Linked DNA regions of Triticum aestivum: region 1 is linked to region 2. A link is a contact called in public Hi-C data. All regions are on one chromosome and are shown on one strand. Each heading gives the region's core, a stretch centred on a gene start, on an enhancer-like site or on the middle of the called end of the contact. The rest is flanking DNA. Distances are from core to core; before and after follow the strand shown.

Evidence for each region. A called contact is a pair of places that touch in the nucleus more often than the background predicts.
Region 1: a contact with region 2 is called in a Hi-C map of leaf, with 3 times the contacts expected there. The contact joins the promoter of LOC123113832 here to the promoter of LOC123113831 in region 2. A contact is called at or near these places in 2 of 5 Hi-C or Micro-C datasets (both in leaf).

What each region holds. Positions count from the first base shown.
Region 1 is chr5B:639,939,590-639,946,452 of IWGSC CS RefSeq v2.1, forward strand. LOC123113832 (protochlorophyllide-dependent translocon component 52, chloroplastic) reads left to right here and starts at 1,501. Exons shown (of 7, transcript XM_044535145.1): 1 at 1,501-2,110; 2 at 2,195-2,382; 3 at 2,461-2,559; 4 at 2,657-2,816; 5 at 2,948-3,139; 6 at 3,244-3,431; 7 at 3,532-3,961. The coding sequence starts at 1,601. The coding sequence ends at 3,790. LOC123113833 (elongation factor P) reads right to left here. Exons shown (of 11, transcript XM_044535146.1): 6 at 6,512-6,578; 7 at 6,323-6,390; 8 at 5,677-5,800; 9 at 4,777-4,816; 10 at 4,511-4,578; 11 at 4,072-4,385. The coding sequence ends at 4,379.
Region 2 is chr5B:639,362,266-639,369,398 of IWGSC CS RefSeq v2.1, forward strand. It overlaps LOC123113831 (squalene synthase 1), which reads right to left and starts at 5,124. Exons shown (of 13, transcript XM_044535143.1): 1 at 4,583-5,124; 2 at 4,422-4,464; 3 at 4,173-4,262; 4 at 3,988-4,063; 5 at 3,192-3,261; 6 at 2,568-2,711; 7 at 2,357-2,461; 8 at 1,977-2,123; 9 at 1,162-1,237; 10 at 434-522. The coding sequence starts at 4,765.

The DNA.
Region 1 (6,863 bases), core at 251-2,750, 570 kb after region 2:
ATGTCATTTATAAAAGTGGTTTCCAAATGCATTGTTAATAGGATATGACCATTGTTGGATGATTTCATCTCTCTATAGCAAAGTGCTTTTATTCCGGGGAGGATGATCATGGACAATACTCTTGTAGAGCTTGAATGCATTCACTATATTAAACAGGAAAAGGTCCTACCCAGAGCTTCTGTGCTTACAAGCTTGATCTATCAAAAGCTTATAATAGAGTAGATTGGGTGTTCTTGGAGCAGGTGATGCAAAAGTTGGGTATCTCTCGCTAGTTGGTGGACTGGATAATGTCTTGTGTCACGTAAATGAGGTTTTTCGTCAAATTAAACGGGTCCCTCTTGGATTATTTTCCACCGTCGCATGGTCTTCGGCAAGGAGACCCTCTCTCTCTCTCTCTATTTTTGTTTCTGTTTGCGGCGGACGACTTATTTGTAGTTCTCACACACAATGTCTCAGTGGGCGATATCACTCCTCTCAAGGTATGCATAGAGCACCTAGTTTTTCACACGTGTTGTTCGCTGATGATACTATGTTATTCTTTGAGGCATCTCGTGGCCAAGCAGAGAGGGAGGGGGTAGCTTACCAGCTTCGAGGTGGGGGGAGACATGGCAGAGAGGAGGATGGCTGGACGGAGTCGAAGAAGAAAGGGAGAAGCAGCTGTCGCTGCCGGGGAGTGCTCCTGCCGCCTCTTGCCGATGCAGGGGAGTGTCGCAGCCGCAGATCTGAGTCGTCGCCGCCACCGGTGCCAACAACAAAGGAGGGCTTGTCCTACAACTAGAGGTGAGTGAGTAAATGGGGTGGTGAGGGTATATTTGGCGCCACCCCCACCTCGGCTGATTTTCCCCTCCCGCCATCTCCGCCCGCATCCCCCTTGCACCACGCCCGACGTCGCGTCTTCGTTTTTCACCCCACTTAGCCTGGCTCGCTGGAAACGGCAAATTCGAGCGTTCCCAGCGAGCCAGGCTCTGGGGTGCTTTAAGTTCCGTGCAGATGCGAGTCAGGTCGACCTGCAGGCAACCAAACGGTCCATTTTCATCCTGCACGGGCCTGGTTGGGCTATGCAGCCTACCAAATGCGCCCTAGTAGTATACGTGGCCATGGGCAGCCCGGCCCAGACGGCCTGACCCGATCCGGCCCGAAAATCCCGAGCCGAGCTGAGCCCGAGCATGCCATCGGGCCTGAAAATTGAGCCAGCTGGGCAGGTCAGGCCGGGCTCGGGCTTGCGCAAAACATGATTTTAGCCATAGCCAGGCCGTGCCGGGCTTTTACGGGCTCGGGCCTGATTTAGTAGGCCCGACGGCCAGGCCGGGCCGGGCTCGAGCCTGGGTTTTCAACACCGGGCTTTTTTTTAGTCCGGCCCGGTCCGAGGTATGCCCAGGTAAAACTAGTATAGTAGTATAATTTTGGATTGGTTGTTTGGTTTCACTGTTCCATTTGCCTCGGAACGCACTCCACGCGTTCTGCACCTGCCAGGTAGAGACGTGGCGATAAGTCGTACCGGCGAACCGCAGCCGCAGCCGCAGCCGCGCTCCCGCGCGCACTCCACACAGCCACAGGTTCTTCCACTGCCGTTGGCCGCCGCGGGATCAATCGACGCGCCATGGATCCCCTCTCCCTCCTCGTCCCCCGCGCGCGCCCTTCGCTCCCGCTCCCGCTCCGCGCCGCCGCCCCGGCCATCAGCAGCGCCAGAGCGGCGGCACCGGCCCCGCGACGGTGGCGGCAGCGCGCGCGGCTGTCGTCGCCGGTGTCGGCCGTGGCGGCGGAGGCGCCCTCGGCGCCGTCGCCGTTCGGTGGCGAGGAGAAGGAGAAGGAGAAGGAGGAGGGGCAGTTCGAGTGGCTGGACCAGTGGTACCCGCTGGCCCCGGTGTGCGACCTGGACCCCGGCGCGCCGCACGGCAAGACGGTGCTGGGCCTCCGCGTGGTGGCCTGGTACGACCGCGCCGTCGACGAGTGGCGCGTGTTCGACGACGCCTGCCCGCACCGCCTGGCGCCGCTCTCCGAGGGCCGCATCGACGACAAGGGCCGCCTCCAGTGCGTCTACCACGGCTGGTGCTTCGACGGCCGCGGCTCCTGCCAGTTCATCCCCCAGGCCCCCGCCCTCGGCCCCCCTGTAATCACCATTAATCCCCTCTCTTTCTTTCTTTCTCCCTCGATCGATCAGAAAACCAAAATGGAAATGGATTGCGCGGTGCAGGTGCACAAGAACAGCAAGGCGTGCGTGGCGTCGTACCCGAGCGTGGTGCAGAACAACATCCTGTGGTTCTACCCGAGGGCCGACGAGGAGCACCAGGACATTCTGCAGAGGAAGCGCCCGCCATTCATCCCGGAGATCGACGACCCCTCCTTCGTCACCGTCTACGGCGTCAGGGACCTCCCCTACGGGTACACATCCTCAACCTCGATACATGCGGCAGCCTCCCTCCATTGCAGAATCTCACAGCTCACTTGATACCCTTGTAGGTACGATGTGTTGGTGGAGAACCTCATGGACCCTGCACACGTCCCCTACGCGCACAAGGGGCTGATGGGCAAGCTTCGCAAGAAGGAAGACCCCGGAAGATAAGCCCCTGCCCTGACATGACCGACACGGCCGAGTTCATCAGTTCACACTGTCACTGAATGGGTGTGTTGATTCAGTTGTTGTTCTTCTCTTCACAGTTGAGTTCGACGTCGAAGGCGGCGGGCCAGTGAAGATGAAGATAGAGGAGGCGAATATCGCCGGCTTCCTGTCGGAGCAGGACAATAGCGGCTACTTCCGGTATGTCGCGCCATGCACCTTCTACGGCTCGCCCCTCCCCAAAGAGGAAAAGGGAGAGGTATGAATCGATTGATTGGGCAGACACATTTTCCATCATTGTTGCCGGTGCAAGCAAAACTTGCAGCACCTCAGAGGAGAACAAACAGGGGTTGTTCAGAAGTTGACAGTTCGTTCTTTTGGTTTGTGCAGGAGAAGAAGAAGCCGCCGCCTCAGTTCATGCTGGTGTTCATGTGCGTCCCGGTGTCTCCAGGGAAAAGCAGGGTGATCTGGGCGTTCCCGAGGAACGTCGGCGTCTGGCTCGACAAGGTCATACCGCGGTGGTACTACCACATCGGCCAGAACGCCATCCTGGACTCAGACATCTACCTCCTCCATATCGAGGTGATGATTCTTCAGCTCAAGCTCAGTGATTCTGAATTTCAGAGCCTTGTCCAGGATATGGAGCTCAGTCAGCAAGCAAACCCGCTGTTCTTCCCTCATTTCAGGAGCGCAACTTCGCCGCGGCGGGCGTCGAAAACTGGCAGAAAGCCGTGTATGTGCCGACGTCATCGGACAACATGGTGATCGCCTTCAGGAACTGGTTCAGAAAGCACTGCAAGAGTCAGGTCGGCTGGGCCGCCCCAACAATCGGCCAGCTACCAGAGACTCCAACCAAAGACAAGCTCATGGAGAGGTACAAATAATGCAACATTCTAACTCTTCTCCATGCCAAACCTGAATACCTGAGGATTCAGTGAACCCCATCTGAACGAATTTTGCGATGGCGTCCACAGGTACTGGTCGCACGTTGCGCAGTGCAGGAGCTGCAGCGCCGCGCTGAAGACCATGAAGGCGCTGGAGGTCGCCCTGCAGGTCGCTTCGGTGGCGGTCGTCGGGTTCCTCGCCGTCGCCAAGGGGACGCTGGTGACGTCGGTCGTGCAGAGAGCCGCCGTCGTGTCCTTGGCCGTGCTGTGCTTCGCCGCGTCCCGCTGGCTCGCGAGCTTCATCGAGAAGAACTTCTATTTCCAGGATTACGTCCATGCCTACAAGTGAAGGCCATAATCCTGCGCCTTCCGTTGCTAGGGTTTTGTAGCTCCTGACTTGATGCAGCTTTAGAAAGTGTACATGAAGCACATTGCTTTGTTTGATACCGATAGTAGCTGTATATAAAAGCACCTAGTTTTTTCTCTTCAAACCAAAACCGGTTTCCGATTTTCACTCAAATCCAGTACATAAATGCTAAATGGGTGACAAAAGGAAATTAAGAATTTTGTATCAAGTACCAGGTGCTATTACCAGGCAAATCAAGAAACTTGTTGCCGCAAAACCATACAAGGAACAACAATATAACTTCTTATTGATATATGATTGGTGTTTTCAAAAGCACATCCAGGTATTATTTCACTTCACAAAACTACCAAGTTATAAAAGGGCAATACATCTTAATGTCAGTGTGTACATCGCTTCCCCAAAACATATCTATAAGAAAAATTGTGTTGTTGGTTACTGAATTCCTGGTAAAACTGGATGCCCTTTTTGAGGAGGCGGATTCAGAATTATGTCTATGGCCTAGCAAACTTATCTAAGGTGAGTACAAGTCGAACCCCATTTCGGAGAACAAAGCACCATATGACACCACCCTTAGGCCCTGAAATGGAAAACAGTTCCAGTGAATTTTTACAAAGAAATTAGCTATCAAAGTACAGACGACCCGCAGCATTCATGTTCAGAACAATACAGCTTTCTGGGTAATTAAGACTTCCATCAACTTACCTAGTCATATATGAATCATCCACAGTACTAACAACGATGTTCTCACCCACTTCAACAAAAGGCGGGGCCTGCAATTGGCAAAAAGTTGATGCAAGTGAGAAATACTTCAAGCTGCAGGACTATCAAATTTCTTGGTTTCTAATTTTAATATTGATAATTAAGAGATTGCAAAACAATTAATGAATAAAAAAAATATGGCTTTTCCATACACCATTCCACAAAGGTCTATGTAAATATACTCTACGAAATGGTACCCATCAACTTACAAGCACTGTAAGGCCATTATCCAGCAAGACCCTCTTATATCTGCATTTAGTACAAACACAAGTTTAGTTACCGCATAACACCAGGCCTCAAACAATTGATGATAAGAGATGATGAAGCTGATCAAAGGGGAATCTGCAATGCGCATGTGCATGGATACAATTCCATAGTGCGTGAACTACTGTTTACTGCTTTTGCAGGGATTTTTGTTATGAAACTAGCTAATCTGTTGTTATAGTTCTGCTGCATGTAACTCATAACTGCTCCCTCCGTTTCTATTTTCTAAATATAAGCCTTTTTAGAGATTCATTACGGACTACATATGGATGTATATAGACGTATTTTAGAATGTAGATTCACTCATTTTGCTCCGTATGTAGTCCATATTGGAATCTCTAAGAAGATTTATATTTAGGAACGGAGGGAGTACACAATTAACTTTCAAGTTTCTTCTCCGGGCATATAATTATCCATCAGGTATGTTCACTCCAGACAAAAATATCACATTATGACTAGAACACTAAGGCTCACTCCAAGCAATATATGCACCAATAATATGGAACATATTACTCTATTACCATAACTTCATTGCTGAGCATTTGACAAGGGTGCTTATTTCGAGCCGCAAAATATGAGAAGTACCCGGTGTATCTACTTGGACTTGACTTACTATTCAACCCATAAAAGGTATTGGAACAATGAATAACCCAAAAACTCATCAATACATAATAAATAGATGCTGCAGAAATAATAATTAATTTGATGATGGAAGTAATATGATTTTTTGTTTGAGCAAACGCAAAAGACTTTTGTGTTTCATTATACTGAAAAGGAAGAGAGTTTGTTACAACCTCCTAAGAGGTAGGATTACAGGCAAAATGAGGAGGCACTGTGGAACTCACTGAGGTGTAGCAGTTAGGCCTTTTGCATTAGGCTGTGCTTCAACAACAGTGCAAGTCACACGAGGAGGCACTGAGCCAGACAACGCTCGGCCATCAAAGAATTGTAGAGTTACCTTCATCTCATCTGAAAAAAAAATGATATTGGAAATTTGAGTTAAACGGTCTCAATCAAAATTTAATTTAACCATTGTCTTTATTTCGATGAGATCAAATACATTTAAAACCATTTTGACAATGAGCAGAAGATATCAATATCGAGTGAGTCATGTACACTATCAGTGCAGGAGTGAGTGAGCCTCTTATGTGCTGACGTCTTTATTGTTGCCAACGAATTACGAAAAATGCACATGTATCGGATATGTTTAGGCCCGCTAATACATGGCATATATACAGATCACAATTATTTGTAAGGTAAAACTTAAGTGTCCCACACATTATATTAATCGGAATTGATAATTTTGTCCACTGTGATCATTTAAAAGTAATTATTATGTCTACAGCAGCACTAACTTGCATATATGAGAGCTACAGGACCAAAAGTAAACAAATCATCTAACTATTCAAAGGTAAAACACAATCACGTTCTTATAATCTAGTATTGATAGCAATTGGTGTTCTTCTGGTTGTCAACTAATACTGTTTGGACCTTTCAGATATGCAGCGTTTTTGCCAAACAGTTCCTTCGAAACCTCGAGTTGCTCAAACGTGTTAGGCCTGACAAAAAAAAAGGATTCCAGATGAAGTCATTACTACATGGATATTAATAAAATATAGACAGCGTCACACAACAGCATGTTAATGAAGGAATGACAAGAAAACAGGGAAATAAGCATACTCCATAAGTGCCACATTGTCTCCTTCCTGATACAGATATGTGAAAGGCTTATCCTCAACAAAAACTCCTGAATGTGTAAAGAAAATACATAATGATTAGATTTCCATTATGAACACGACTGTATGCTTTCGAAATATAAATAACCAAACTACTGTTATCAACTTATCATGACTGTGCCTTACGAAATTCCCACTGGACTAGATATTACTGGAAGAAAGTTGGGTAGCCACTAGCCAGGAGTTTGTCAAAAGCAGGTTAATTTGGCCACCTTCTGGCAAAACCTAGTTCCATACGGTGCCACCTTCTTTTTTCTTCAATTATTATTGATATGAATATATGATGCATTTATGAG
Region 2 (7,133 bases), core at 3,874-6,373:
GGGCATGGCGACCAAACATATTATGGATAAAATCACAGCTAGAGAACAACTGAGGTAACCATCAAAGGCCATCACTAACAGCAACATGGGTGAGGGACAGTAAGGAGTTTTCCCTAAACTTTGCCGCTTGGAGCAAAACTATCAGATGGTCAAAAAGGAAAATGTCAAGTTTATACAAACAGATATGAAGTTAAGAGCTTAGCACCCCATCATCTTGAAGCAAAGCCACCCACTTATGGATTTCTGAGCTCAAAAGCAAGCCATACTAAGCTGCGATCCCTAAATCTACAGGACTGCCTTAGCCAAAACAATGAAAACATTATCCAACAAGTATATCTATTTTTTGTGTAACAGGACAAAATATCTGAATGTTCAATTATATGTATGCTAGACTAGACTCCATTTTCCTTTGCATCCATACTCCAGAACATACCTTCGACTCTAGCAATGAAGAGAACTCATAGAAAGCAGAATAGACATCAGATATCGATTTTGTCTCATCAATCACCCGTGCAGTGAGCCCTGAGATAGGGAGTACATGTTAGGTTGCGCTCAGGTCAGAAAAAATAGAAAGTTACACATGAATGAAATATGCAAATTATTCAATACACTAAATAAAGGTAGCCGTTGGTTAAAAGAATAATAACAGTCTTGGCAGAAAGAGCACAACAATAAAAGCAAACTATAGTTTGCTTCTTCTTATCTGATTACGGAAACTGAGGTTCTTCTACTCAAATGTTAACTCATCTGTCCAAGAAGAACGCACAACCGCGAGTCACTTTGTGTTGATCACCCCCACCCACCCACCCACCCACACACAAAATAAGAATGGTCATAATAACTACTAAATCATAATGGCTAAGGTGGATCCTATGATACTTTGGGAAATAATATAAAATTAGGGAACTACAAATTAAACTAAAAGGTAGCAATTGTATTTTCTGATGCCAAGGAACATCGAAGCACTCCATGATGTGATTTGTCGTGTTGATTCCTAATCATACAACAACCATACGTACAAATGTGATATAAAGAAGTACAGTACTGCATAATTAATCCACATTAAATTCCTAAACATAGTGTAAAGAGGTGATCGAACGGGTATTTTCTGGTAAATTGTAGGCTAGTACAGCTTGTCAACTTGAACTAAATATGTCTTACCACGCCTCATCTTAACAACTCCTCTAAAGACTTTCACATTATTGTAGCAAATAGCACATGTCCCAATTGCCATTATCTGAAAAGACAAACAGTTGAAAATATGTGGTAAATAAAGTTGTTTCAAGATTAGATGGAAGATCCATACTTCAACACAAAAAAGGCAAGTCAAATCATAGCACCCACCACTGTATAACTAGGGTCTAGGAATGCTATTGAACTTTGACGAAGATGGTAAAAACAAAGCAAAATATCAAATATCTCCAATTCAATACTTAGAAGGCCAATCAGCCATGACACACAATGAAAGATATTAACATTGCAAAATAGCTAGTGTTTTGTAACAGAAGGTTTATGTTATCATTGCTGAAAACTAGCTTGAGTAGCAACTACTTCCACTAGCAAGGGTACAAATGTTTGAGTATGTATACAAAAAAGGAAGCAGAACAGGTCTGAAGGAAAATTGTGTGCTGGTATAGATCAATCCTTAAGTTACAACCTTGTGCCCATGGATAAAACTTATCATCTGATTGCCACAGAATGTAATACGTCAATTTCAAACATGGTATGCCTATCTTTAATCCTTGGCACCTACCAACACCAATTACATCCAGGAACCAAAATAATGAAGACTCAATTATCATAAATCATGGCTAGTACCATAAATCTATTCTGAGCTATGAGCAAGTTTCAGTTATATACCACTAGATTGTTAGGCAGTGTTTTGCAAAGACATTATTTAGTCCTGATAGACAGTGAAACTCTTAACAGGACATTTTAACTGAACACTGTAACAGGAAAAACTAGCACCAGTGTACCTGAGGTATTGCACAAAATCGAAAATTGGAGTTGTCCTTCAATGCTGACATGTATTGAAGGCAATCTTGGGCATGGATCAAAGCATTGGTCACCATATCATTCAAGCACTGCACGGCCTTTTCTGAATTTTCCTCATATTTTAAATCCTGATTTGTATCCCAGAACAAAAAAAGCATTATTGTGGAGCAGAAAATTGCAGGTGCTACTTCAACAAAAAAAGTTGTGATAAAGGGATGAGTAGACTTTTCAGCAAAGGTGAAAGGATTGGATTGGACATTTAGATTTCATTATTGACTGTTCAATCAAATATTTTAATTATTTTTGCATTAATTTTACAATATGATTCATATGCAATTCCCTTGTTGATGGGTTGATGTACCTCAAGTTTATCGACATATTTACTCCATATTTCCCGAGGCCAGAACATACGGCACCTTGGTATCTCATTTATGTCCTCCAAATAATCCCTTATTATATTGGTTTTCTGCAGGTGGAAGTCCAAACATTAGTTACAGAGTTAAATGTAAAAAAACAAATTCTTATTTTGTCATGATAGTTCAAGTACAGAAATTTGATTGCACTAAACCTACCTGTAGAAATAAACCCATTGAATTTGAAAGATGATCCGGAGCCAGATCTTCTGTGCCAGTAGCATGAAAGAGCCTAGAAAGTCCATAGCCTACTAGCCCTGCTACATAGTGGCAGTACTCATCATAGTCATCAATGGTTTCAACCTACAAAATAAAGTTGTTCCAAATTAATTCAAACAAATAACAGTATCAAACTCAATAAATAAATTAATAACCAGAAGCAAGTTAAACATGTATCACTTCTATTCACAGATCTCAACACCCAAAGAAAATATGATATCAAATAGCTATTTAGTCATAATGTCCAGATCGAGATAATCATGTGGCATATTTTCTGTTGACCACAAGTCACCAAGGGAAAGTTTGGTTGTATCAAAGTTCTTGTGGTACATCAGAAAGTCATGGCAAAGTGTTTGTCATTATTAATGTGACAGCTACATTTATCTATGCCACAATGCTCCCAATCATCTTCCTTATGTAGAGTAACCAAACATTAACAGATTGCTATGACAACCAATAATAGAAATTTGATAGTGACCAAACATTACGTAAAGGAAAGCACTGATGAACTTGACTGCAAGAAAAAAAAAACTTGTATATATTGGGTGATCTAGATTAACAGACCTCCGTGCATATAAATTTAGCCATTCCTTCTCCCATTCGCCTAGTGATTTCTTCAATAGCCTTTTGGTATCTGAAAACAAAAGAATGATAATTATATTCTGCAGGTTTCAAAAGAACTTACTTGCACTTAATGGACAAACTGTGTCTGATGAAAAAGCAAACGCGGAAAAGAAAGCTTCATTTGCAACATGTGAAATACTACTACGATGACTTTAATAGCCTGGTTCTGAAAACGGACAGTAAATATGTAACATTTGCTTTCTTGCATATAAACATCTGCTAGATGGCAAAACGTGTCTAGTGTAGTAAAATGTTTTCTCAAAATACATGGCTTCACAAATTAAAGTGCCACTGCACAAATGGCATGCAGATAATAAAACATGAGAGGGTGTGCCATTTATACCACCTGGAAGAAATACTCGACACAAAACAAGCAAAAAGTTGGCATAAGCTCTAGTGCTTATGATTCTGAGAACAATAAAGAAAACCTTCAGGGCATACAAGTACATCCGACTGTTCAGTTCTTTGTCTGGTTCTACTGTAAGTGTAACTATAAGCATTTTACTTCCTCTTTTTTCACTTCACCCTTACAAACCTGACTGACATGACAATTTCACTAATGATCGTCAATAAAAGGTCCATATTTAAAGAAGTCTTGCGTTTACTTTCATAAAGTGTCGTCAGTGCTGACTAAATGATCGATGTGTCCCCCGAGGACTTTGACAAAACAACAACGAAGGCGCAAGTTTTCAACCGCACACTGGGAACTAGGAAGCTGAGGAACAGGAATCATTACCCTTCGCCTAGCTCCAGGAAAGCCGTGGAGACTTGCCTAAAATTATCCATGAGCACTCTGTAGTCGTTTGCTCCACCTGAAGGCCAAAGTACACACATGATTAGATGAACAAGAAGAAGAGCACAGTTGAGTTGAGCACAAGGACAGCTTTTTGTTAAGGAGAGGGGGAGAGATCGGATGCATACATGAAAAGAGCCAGTCCGGGTTGTAGATGTGGCGGTAGAAGTCCCGAAGGATGGGCAGCTTGACCTCGTTAGGGATGGCGGTGTCGTCCTCTGCAGTTATACATATTGATCGCAGTGAGCAAACAGTGGTTGGTACAAGTACTAAAAAGGAAGGCAGCGATGAACTTGACCCAGAAGATTCCATCAAACGCGGCAAAATGAATTCAAACAAACAGAGTGCGCAGTAGCAGGGGTAATAAGGGTGCTGACCGACGGTGTCCAGGGCCCGGAGCACGAGGTAGAAGACGCAGACCTGCAGGGTGAGAACCAGAGCAACATCAGCGGCCGTAGATGTTTCAGAGATTTCAGAGATTCGGATCGGAGGGGATCCGGAGGGGAAGGGGAAGGGGAAGCGGGAATTGCGTGCTTACGGCATTGCGGAGCTCGGGGCCTAGCTGCTGGATGACGAGCGCGAAGCTGCGGGAGACCCGCTGCAGCATGTCGTAGGCGAAGGCCCAGTGCTCCTGCGGCGGGATCTGGCGCCTGATCCGCCCCGCCGCCAGCTTGAGCCTGAGCAGCGCCGGCACCTCCTCCGGCCGCGACAGCATCCCCATCGCCGCCGCACGAACCGAAATCACAAATCAAATCAAATCACCGCAGCCGGACGGATCCTGCGGGCCGCCGGGGGTGGGACGGGACACGAAGCTACGAGCAGGAACGCGATGGTACCGAGGCGCTGCGTGGCGTGTGTGGGCGCGGTGCGGTGCGGTTGTCGCCGCCGGCCGGGGTGCCCGGTCCTCTATTTATCCCGCGGCCCGCTAACCCCCAGCTCCTCCGCGGTGGTGAGGCGAGGTGACTTGCCCGCACACGGGTGGCGTGGCGCAGAGGGGAGCAGGGGAGGGCGGGCCCGCGGCGTCAGTGAGCCGGCGGCTGGCGGCGGATCTGGCCGGGTGGAGGCGCCCGCAGCCCCCACGTCGTGATGGGACCCACTGGAGTTATACTACTACGCCTGGTCCTACTGGCTGGATGGACCCGGGACTCGGGATGCAATCCACTTGGAGCGACCCGGGGGAGGACGGCGTCGCACCGCACCGGAGAGGAGATTTGTCGAGCCCGTTGATCGCATCCGGTCAGCGCGGCCGACCAGCGACCGATTTTTTTTCCATGGTAATACGTATCTCATTCATATCATAAAGAACAAAGTACAAGTCACGTAAGAACCGACATGACAAAACTGAAAAGATAGCGTGTCCTTGCCAGGATAATCTTCTTTTTGGGGCAGGATGATAATCCTTTTTTAGTAGTCGGTGCTAGGATAATCTTCCGCCTGATGAGTACGGCGTGCTGTTTGCGCGTTGCGGCGTTGGACCGACCCAAGAGAAACACCCAAACGGCCTCGTCTGTGTGAATTCCTGTGGGTTCAGAGGTTCTGCGGAGAAAACGTGTGATTCGGACAGGGCCAAAGTGATTGAACCAGAACAAACTTATCATTTTTTTTACGGGTGAAACAAACTTATCTCGCAAAAAGGAAGAACATAACGAGCTTGCATTGCTTACAATCTCGTGGATTAAAATGTTTCATAACTAAAAATGGCTTGCAAAAAGCCCGGATGTCTGCCAAGTCGAGCTCCAACAGACCGAACCCACCAAATAAACCTCTCCACGCATTCACTATGGCTGACCGGCCTACCGTCTACCTGCATCCCATAGCGACTCGGCGAGGCACAGCCCGTACGCCACATGGTATCTCATACTTCCTCCGTCCGAAAATACTTGTCACTAAAATGACAAGTATTTTCAAACGGAGGGAGTACCTGCCAACCTACAACCAGTTCGTTGCTTGGACAGTTGGACTGCTGGAAGAAGCGACCTATCCGACCAGGCGACAGATGGATGAACGGTCGATATGCCTTGATTTTTTTTTCCTTGGCGAAGATTAGCTTGCTGGGAGTACTAAAAAAAAAGAAGAAGATAGATTAGCTTCGCTGGGATGATCTTCAAGGGGATCGCTATGTTTGCGCGTTTGACCTCCTATAAAATAACTCGGTTTGCCTTAATTAGCTTGCTATAAGATAATCTTTTTTAGGGCAGGATATTTTTCCTTTTTAGTCGTTGTTAGGATTATCGCCTGCTTGTTTACACCGTCATGTTTGCGCCACCGACCCAAGAGGAACACCCAAACGACCCGACCTTTCTAAATTCTTGTCCCTTCACAAGTTTTACGGAGAGAACGTGTGATTCGGACAGGGCCAAACCTGTACCGATGACAAACTTGCATTCCTCACAAGCTCATGGATTAAAATGTTTCATAACCACCTTTCAAAAAAAAAAGTTTCATAACCAAAAGTGTCTTGAAACAATTTTTACTTACTTTTTTCACTGGTTTTTTCAAGGAAAGAATATGGTCTCACCGGAGTCCCATCACATCCAAAAGGTGACTTTTGTATCAATGAATTTCATGCTCAAAAATATAAACAACCGTAACTTTGTACTTTGTAGGCATGAGTCAAAGGAGCTTGACCTTTTGGCAGCATGTGCATGCTTCGTTTCATGAGCAAAATAATTTTGCGCCCTACGATGTGCATGTCATCCATGAACGCAATGTGAACTCGATATCACATTGATGATATATCATCTACAACTCCGTCATGAAGTTTTGCAGCGCGATTCACCGAGTGGAGATAATATGAACATTGGGCTCGTCAACCATCGAGATCGCAATATTACTATAATGTTATATACTCCCTCCGTTCCTAAATATATGTCTTTTTAGAGATTCCACTATGGACTACATACGAAGGAAAATGAGTGAATCTACACTCTAAAATATGTCTATATACATCCGCATGTAGTTTATAGTGGAATCTCAAAAAATACTTATATTTAGGAATGGAGGGAGTAGTTTGCATGGACGGTCGTGATGTACAACATGACCGAGGGAGTGTCATTCATTTTGAATGAAGCTCAAGGGGCACCATGTGT